2 separate regions of the Zea mays genome follow, and region 2 is linked to region 1. Evidence: chromatin contacts called from public Hi-C data. All regions are on one chromosome and are shown on one strand. Each heading gives the region's core, a stretch centred on a gene start, on an enhancer-like site or on the middle of the called end of the contact. The rest is flanking DNA. Distances are from core to core; before and after follow the strand shown.

Region 1 (4,363 bases), core at 938-3,437:
CCAACCCAAAAGTTCGAGATGCATGGACGAATAGGATGAACGAACGAGCGACCTCTTCCCTGCCTCCTGGTCACCATCATCTGAAGAAAAAACATGATCTAATTTGTTATTACTAGCCAAAGTAAACACAAGAGTACATGAACAGATGATGAGAAGCTGCATTCTCATATATAAACGGCCGAATGAGCTACCTAAGCGCTTCAACAGGCGAGGTGTCCGACGGCATGCTCTGAGTCTGAGGTTGTGCAGCAGGATCATCTGGTGCGGCAGGAAGCGAAGAAGTGACACGGAAGCTGACGAGGGACGCGCTGATGGAGCCGATCTCGGCGGCGCCCGAGAACGCCTCATCAGCATGCGCATCACTGTCGAAGACCACTGTAGTGTTGTCTACCCGGACCTCCTTGACAGGCCCGAACCGGCTAAAGGCCGTGGCCAGGTGACGTGCGGAAGGCACGGCGTGTGCGCTGCTGAAGTTGAGCACGAGCCCGGCCCCAGCCCAGGCTTCGTGGTCACCACTGTCGTCCTTGCGCGTCGGAGGAAGCTGCTCGTGTGCTGCCACTACCGCGCACCTTACCATGTGTGGCGCTGGCAGTACAGCCGTCGGAGGTGGAGGAGCGCAGTTGCTGCCGTTGGCCGCCGTGGCCCTGACCCTGAGGACCACCGGCGAGAGCGACATGTTCTGCGCGGCACGGCTCATGAGCTTCCCGATCCTCGTGGGCGTGGGCGTCTGCTGGGCCGGTGTGCCCAGCGGGAGATCCTCCAGCTCCAGCGCTTCGTAGTCGCCGGTGTCACAGGCTGCATTCCCTTTTGTCGCAGCGATGTGAGTGTTCCTGCTCACCCTCCTTTTGGCAGGAGCAGGACCATCAACTCCGGTCGACGGCGGCCTCCTCCGCTTGGCTTTGGCTCTCCCAGGGGCGGCGACGACGGCATCATCGATGCCGTGGACGACCGTGTACTCGGGAAGGCCCCTCGCCGAGCCCTTCCACCGGCCGAGCGCCCCGAGCTGCGCCGCGGCGACGGCGAGGTCCACTCTGTCGCCCCCGGCCCGCGGGCTGGTGGCCAGCGCGGAGAGGTACCCGAGGAGGGCCTCGGCCTGGAGCGCGCGCCTGGCGAAGGCCGCGTCCACCGCCGCCCCGGGCGCGCCGGCACGGACGCCGGCGTTGTCGATCGCCTGCGTGCTGGCGGTGGCCTCGTTGTCCCCGCCGCCTCCGCAGCAGCACGAGAGGCCGGCGAGCACGCGGCGCGCGACCTCGGCCAGCGCGGCGTCGACGGCGGCGGCGACGGGGGCCACGGCGGCGAGGCGCGGGAAGCCGGCGCGGAGCGGGAGCAGCGCCGCGGCGTCGGTCCACGCGAAGGTCCTGTCCCAGAAGTACGCGACGAGGACGGCGCGGCGCAGCCTGCGCCGCGCCCGCGCAACCGCCGACGCATCCGCCGCGTCGAACACCTGCCCTGGCCACCACGGGTGGTTCCTGACCTTGGCCCACACGAGGCGGCCGGGGGCCGCGACGCCGCCGCCGTCCTCGAACGCGCACGCGTACCTCGCGCGCTCGGGGACCGGCGCCTGCGCCTTCGCCTGCGGCGCCGCTGCCGGACGCGCGTGCCGGCGCGGGCTTCGGAGAAGCTCCGCCACGTGCGGGTGCATGACGCGCAGCCTCCCCGGGCGCCGCACCGTGGTCCCGGACCCGAAAGCAGCGTCCTTTCCGGGAAGCGGCGGCGACGCCATGTAGCGGGACACGCCTGGAAAGAAAGGAAGGGAGAGCGAAACGGAAGGAGCCGATCAGTGCGAGGGAGTAGTGGAGTGTCCTTGGGAGTTGGGACGTACACGACGCATGGAGAGAAGTAGGAAACTAACGTACGGACGGTGGAGGGCGGCGGCGATCGAGGCGCTTACCGAGGAGCGGCGGGGCTGGCGCGGTGCGGGCGGGCGTCCAGGGTGAGGCAACGTCGCGACGGGTGGCGGTGGAAGCCAGCGGTGGGGTTTTGGTTGAGGGTTTTTGGGAGGGAGGCGCGGCAGGCAGCAAGAAGAAGACAGGAGGAGATCAGGAGAAGGTGGGTGGAGGCGTGGAGCGGAATGTGGGTGATCGTGGGTAGGCAGGCAAGGGGGGTTCTTGCATGAACTACATGAGCTCTGTCTCTCACGTCTGCCGTGATGGTGTCCAGAGAGTGCTTTCATCTTCTTTTTCTGTCTCCTTGTTCTGCTCTTCCGTTCCAGAGAGGCAGTTACTGATCCTTGTGCAGGTTGCAGGAGCATCTGTCTGCCTCCTCTCATTACCATGTTGGTGTACACTGTACAGTACGTACGGCGGCGGGAGCGAAACCATTTGTCGTCATGCGTGCGATGCATGGAGCTGCGAGTAGTAGAGGGCCAGGGCCAGGGCCGGCCGGGACTGCAGCCTGCAGGTAGTCATGGAAAGAGAAGCAAATGCAAAACGATGGAGCAGCACTGTTTTTTCCCCTGTCTGCTCTGTCGATCGTAATTTCGTGTAATTTTCACCATCACGGTTCAGGTGACTGGCTAGCTGTTTCGTTCAGACTTGAGAGAGAGAGAGAGAGAGCAGCAGCAGCAGCATCTTTGTCTTAGCTCGATGGCTTCATGTTTCAGCAAGCATTGTTGACTGGTGCACCTCGATCGGTTCTTGTCACATTCTTCTCCAACATTATCATCTTCTCTCGAGCCGTGATTTATGCAAGTACTATATTGAGATGTAAACACGCATGGACTTGAATCGTTTTGCTTGTCGATCTTTGTGTCTTCATCCAATCCAACCTGTTTTATTAGTTCTTTAGACATCTCATTTCATTAATAAACGAACCGAGTCCTGTTTTTTCACACAAAACTGCATGCTTCTAGTTCTAGCCACTGCCGACAAACATTCTAAATGTCTTGTACAGTAACTGAATGTTTGTCGGCATTGGATTGGACAATGGAATTCATTCCGACTTGAACCTCTTCAAAGAAGAGTCGCCAGATTGGCCGTCTTTTTTAGGAGTTATAAACATTTGGGGTTCCTGTATTTCCACCTCATAAAAAAGCAGAAGTCTTTTTAAGAGTTAAACATAATTAATTTACGGTCTGTTCCCCCCCCCCCCCCCGAAGTAAGTAGCTAGCTAGGCCTCTCTGAACTGGAGTCCGAGGTCAGCCAGGTGCAAGATGAGCTGAAGAAGGCCAAGCTCCAGCTCCAGGAACTAGCCCGCTGTGGAGGAACAGGTAGACAAAACTAGCTGGAAGCATGATCGTCTTTGGCTGGTATATACTTCAATGGACCTTGTGTTGAGGAGCAGCTGCCTATTCTGTACCTTACACTACGAAGAATCTATGATCCATTCAACTGGAATCCCGTGTGTATATATATATATATGCTGTTCCTTCCATGTTTCTAGTCTTGATGTTTTTACTACTCGCCTTTGTCCAAAAAAGGTTACAAAAATCAAGAGAAGAAATGAATCATATTAGCTGGAATAGCTCAGTTGGTTAGAGCGTGTGGCTGTTAACCACAAGGTCGGAGGTTCAAGCCCTCCTTCTAGCGTTATTTTTTTCTATTATTTTTCAAATCATCCACCACCGGTGGTAAACAAGATGTTGTATATGATTTTTTTTTAAAAAAACAGATTATTAAAAAGGTAATCATAATTTCACATGTGCACTTAGACTGACTTAGAGGAAAAGATGTTTAGAGATGACACGTTAAGATATTATGTGAAAATGAAACAACTGAAGCCCAAGAAATCAGCAGACACATGCATGGACCGATCACTGACAGAGCAAACGCCCCTTGAACTGGCTTTGAATATAAACATCATCATATGACAGGTGCACTGTCTGCTTGCTCAACTTTTCAGCCATGGGTCAATATCTTTATAATACGATGCCTATCGTCACTCGTTGTTGGCTTCAGATTAAAATCGGTGTTCCGACTGCTGCAATTATAATTTATAAAAATAAAATATTTTATAGAAGCGGCGGCTACAGATTAAAGTCAAATCAAATTATATGAACATTGTATTACCCCATCCGTCTTACAGAGAGGAGAGGATCCATTGCAGAACTCCGTGCATGTCGGCACGTACGCTGCTCAGATCAGACAGTCATATCTGGATACCGTGTCGTCCAGATTCAGAGCATCCACCGTCCTGTCAGTCTACGGAAGACGATCTGCTAGTGCATGGCATGGTGTATGGTTGCTTCTTTCATTTCAGCATAGCAATGCAATGCTTGCTTGCGTTGCGTGCCGCCCATACTGTTTTGTTTTGTTTTGTCTCTTCCATCATATGATGATGATGATGATGGCTTTGTTTGTCCTGGAGGATCGGAGTATTTCACAGCCTGAATGCCAGCCATGTCCTTCTCTGTCACCCCACCCGT
Region 2 (4,562 bases), core at 1,591-4,090, 140 kb before region 1:
AGAAGCACAAGTACGTACATCAGGTAGGCAATGAAATTCGACAAGAAAGTAAACTTTTTTTACTGGTTTTGTTTGATACTAGCTTGTCAAGGTATATCTATCGTTAGCGCTTGCCTTGGTTTTCTTCAGTTCGGAGCCCTCGAATGGTCCGTGGTGGAGCTGCAGACCTAGGCAGCTGTTCTTGTCTCTTTGGGGGCTCGGCTGAGATATGCTCAGGTTCAGATCGACATCAGCAACTGCAGAAGAAGCAGTAAGATCCAAGCAGTTTAATAGCCAATAATACCTGAAGATATATATATGCAGAAAGAAAATACGTACCTTCAGTCGGCAGCTCCCCGTGATACGTGCTCGGCTCGAAGTTCGTCACGGCCTCTCTGCCATTGCATTTGATGGCGGCCTTGTCGTAGGCTCTGGATTTCGAAGAAAGAAAGAAAAAAGACACGAAGAGGAATCGAGTCGGTACTCAACCCTTTGGAAATTAAAAGACATGATTATGCATATATGAACGGCAGAATCCAAGATGAAGAACCTTGCAGCCTCTACTTCGCTGTCGAATAGCCCAAGGTATATGTACCTGCACCCAAGCACGGCGTTCCCACCGGTGAGGATTGGAGGAATTCCCTAGCCACTACTTCCCTTTTTTTTTATCTTCTGATTGAAACAACCAGCTACATACATAAACATGCAGCTAACCTATGTATACTTTTACTGAACAATACATATATACTTATATAGTCAACCAGTACTAAATCCTACATATATAGGATTAGGAGGAAAGGCACAACTAAGGTTGAATCATCACTGCATGCTATAAAAAAAAGAAAAAGAAAAGAAGCGTTGGTTGGTTCTTACTTCTTGCCGAGGAACTGCCCCATGCGCGCCTCCCAGCGGCCGCACTTGTGCAGGGTGACGCCTCTGTACCTGGAGCTGCCTCTCGAGAAGCCGGTGCTCTGACGGCGCAGGACGTGCACGAACTCCTCCTTGGACAGGCTCCCCATCTGCTTCATGTCGTCCTCGTAGTCGCTGAGGTTGAAGTTGATGTCGGCGTCGACGCCGCGGAACTTGATCGCCGCCCGGTCGTACGCCCTGCGAGTTCCAGGAGCCAGAGACTCGTTAATCAATCAATTCGGTCAGAGACTCACATGACGAAGAATTCTGGGCGTCCAGTCCAGTGCGTGCCTTGCAGCGGCGTGAGCGGTGTCGAATCCACCTGCGTATATCGGCCAGCAGCCGGACCACCACTGAATCGGTTAGCTAGGCCATTCGAGATGGGATGGGATAAGGAACTAAAAGGGGAAAAATCTTTGGGAACGCAAAAGAGATCTGCTCTTGCTCACCTAGGTACACCTGCTTGCCGCAATCCCTGCGTCGCGGGAGAAGAGGAGGAAGACGGAGAGTTTGTGTCAGAAATTAATGAGAGTCGGAAGCAATCGGTGTGGTGTGGCTAGTTGTAGACAGTGGTAGTACTGACCAGATGTGGGACTCCCAGCGGCCTGTGCGGCGGTAGAAGGTGACGCCGCGGTACTGCGAGCTGCGGGAGCGCGGGCCGCGGCGGCTCTTCTTGGCCGGCGGCGGCGCGGCGTGTGGGTGCGGCACGATCCTGGGGCCCGGCGCCTGTTGCTGCTGCAGGTCGGCGCGGAAGAAGCCGAGCTCGGCCCAATGCCGCGGCGTCGGGGCCGGCGGACCGGCGCCGGCCGGGAACAGCTCGCGGGTCACGAGCTGCTGCTGGTGCTGGTGGCGGTGGCGAGGAGGAGGCGATGGCGTGGCGTCCTCGTCCTCGTCCGCGCCGGCCGCGTCGCTATCGCTCCGGATGAGGATGCTGAACTCCAGCACGGCCGGCGTTGAGCTAGATCCCTCCTCCGCCGGCGCGGGCGCGCCGCCCGCCGACGCCGCTTCCGACGCGTTCAGCACCGACGACCCCGAGTCGCTCGCCTCCATCTCCACCGGCGGCGGCGCCTCGGCCACGTTCAGATCCAACTGCATCTCCTGCTCCTGCTCCCCTCCCCTCCAAGCTTACAACTCGCAAGCGGCAGCCCGCCACCGATCCCCAGTCGCAACTGGGCTGCTAACTACCTGGCGAACTGGTGGTGTCTACTTCAAGAAGAAGAACCAGAGGAGGAAGAGGTAGAAGCAGGAGAGTGCCGAGTCGTTGTTGCGGTACATTTAGGCTCCACGACCGCGAGAGCTGATGCCTCCTCACTCCCGATCCCTGACGACCATCCTGCACGCAACCCCGGAGACTGCAGGGGCGGCACGACCCTAGCCACTGTACTGTCGCTTCACGACTCAAGAACACCGTACCCGGACCACCAATCAGCAATCTCAGTTATCCTTTAATTTCTTTCGTTCCTAGCTAGAGCTAGCAAAGCTAGGGGGTGAAGAGGACGACCGGTTAGCTAGCTAAAGGCGGCGGGTTTTTTTTTACAGGAAAGAACGGGGGTCTTTCGGTGCTCCGGCGGCTGGCCGGCCGGCGGTGGCGGTGCGCAACGGAGCTGAGGAAGGAGGGTGGGGCGGAGAGAGAGGAGAAAAGGAGGCGGGTAATATATAGATAGAAGAGAGACTGGGGTCACCGGCGGTGGGCGGTGGCAGCCGGTTAACCTTAAAATCCTTCCTGATTTGGGCACCCTGCTCGGCCGATTTGGTGGGTGGGGCTGCCTGCGGGCCTGGATTTGTCATTTCTCCACTCCACTGGTCCACTCCACCCCCACCCCAGTAATGAAAGCACGAGGAGAGAGAGAGAAAGCAATGGGTCTCGGATGACGATGATACGATCCTTTGCCATGCCTTGTTGCCTTATGGCTATGCTATTTTGTGCTGGGAGAAAAATATCCTCCTATCGTTTGTCAATGGGGAATTTTTCATCGAATTTGTAAACCCACACCCAGAAGCGTCCTCCCAAGTTGAGAGGCCCTGTGCAAAAGATAGTAAAAAAATATTGGACTATTTAAAATTGTATTCTTAGTTTTGTCACTTTCCACATTTTTATCATTAAATGCGATTTTACTCAGTTTTGCTCCTCTGCTTTATAAAATTTAGAATGTCAACATAGCAATTTTTTAAACAAAATCTTAGAGGAAACTCAACGTCACGAATTGGTCACTTGCATCAAAGCATATTGACATATTGTCTACCTCTTTTAACTGTGTCTTCTTAAGATAGTGACAATAAGATCTCAATCTTTTTTATCTAATGACTACAATGTGCTGGAGGTAAATAGTTTGAATAACAATAAGAACAGATCGATTTCAACGCTTTTACGATTCTATGCTATATGTTGGTAAATATTTTATATAAAATAATATTTTTTATTTATATTGTATATAAAGATTGTTATAAATTTTGGGGCCCTATGGTTTTGGAGGCCTTGTGCGATCGCACGGTAGGCACGCCCACAAGGACGCCCCCGCACCTATTCTGATGAAGTTATACTCATCCTGATTCTCATACTTATACTCATCATAGGTATAGGATTCATCATATACTCATCCTCATTTGGATATCGAGTCTCCAATGGGTCCCCATACCCTGACATGAAAATGTTGGTCACTCGTTTTTAATTGTTGTACACAATAAAAAACAAGGCAACACATTATTAAAAAAGATGTTATCCTTCGTACTTAAAGAGTTTGTCCTTCGGGACATCCAAGTAAAGTACGAAGGTTATTATATATAATATATAGGATTGTCAGAGGATAAAGATAAAGATTACACACATGGCTATAACAAAGCTAGATAAGATTACTTATCTCAAACAACTTGGGATTTCTTTCTTTATATGAAACGAATTTACAATAGTACCTTCGGCTTTTTGATGAGGAGAAAACCCGAAGGTACTTAGAAGAAAAAGGATTATACAGAGTTGTTCCTCATTGTTCCCAAGAGGCGCCTCATGCAGGGCACTATTTATCTATTTATAGTGTGGTGGTACAATTTCGTGTAAAGTTACAAACATGTCCATAAAACTTGTTCACATAGTTTACAAATTATGTAAGGGCAGTATCGTCTTTCTGTCTTTTTTGCTTTGGATACAGAGTCTTGAAAACACCATATCCCGGCCTTGTTCCACTTCTGCCTTCGTTTCCTTGTGTTGTTATGACGAAGCTAACATCTTCGTCTTCCTCCATGTCCTGCTCCGAAGGTATTCAATACCAAAGCTCCTGCAACACTTAAGGATGTGCTAACAACCAATGGTTAAATGTGTTTTTGAGGACCTTTGAAAGACGAAGGACCCCAACAAAAAGCATTATCACATACATATGACATTATGTCACATTCGTTTTTAGAAGACAAATTGGATGTGAACCATGTACGTGCTAGAATTAGAACTGACGTACACAACGATTACATAAATGAACATCATTGCACAGTGTTCAAATAATGATATAAAGAGGTATTAACTTATTACTGAAAGGGAAATGTGCCTTTGGGCCATTTCTATAATGTTTTGGTGATTAAGTGCCCAACACGTTTAATTAAGTTCTTATGTGCCAAATAAAGTGAGAAGTGAAAATCAAGGCAAAAGGTATGTTTCTAGACTTGGTGAATTGTTTTATGTACTAACA

Evidence for each region. A called contact is a pair of places that touch in the nucleus more often than the background predicts.
Region 2: a Hi-C map of leaf shows a contact between it and region 1, with 5 times the contacts expected there. The contact joins the promoter of LOC103635944 here to the promoter of LOC103637299 in region 1. A contact is called at or near these places in 7 of 25 Hi-C or Micro-C datasets (bundle sheath, ear, endosperm and 1 more).

What each region holds. Positions count from the first base shown.
Region 1 is chr8:135,515,314-135,519,676 of Zm-B73-REFERENCE-NAM-5.0, reverse strand. It overlaps LOC103637299, which reads right to left and starts at 2,187. Exons shown (of 3, transcript XM_020543123.3): 1 at 1,892-2,187; 2 at 192-1,737; 3 at 1-80. The coding sequence starts at 1,723. The coding sequence ends at 77. TRNAN-GUU (transfer RNA asparagine (anticodon GUU)) reads left to right here and starts at 3,454; the gene lies at 3,454-3,527.
Region 2 is chr8:135,652,043-135,656,604 of Zm-B73-REFERENCE-NAM-5.0, reverse strand. LOC103635944 (APETALA2-like protein 1) reads right to left here and starts at 2,840. Exons shown (of 8, transcript XM_008658315.4): 1 at 1,472-2,840; 2 at 1,338-1,363; 3 at 1,180-1,210; 4 at 853-1,086; 5 at 319-410; 6 at 115-236. The coding sequence starts at 1,983.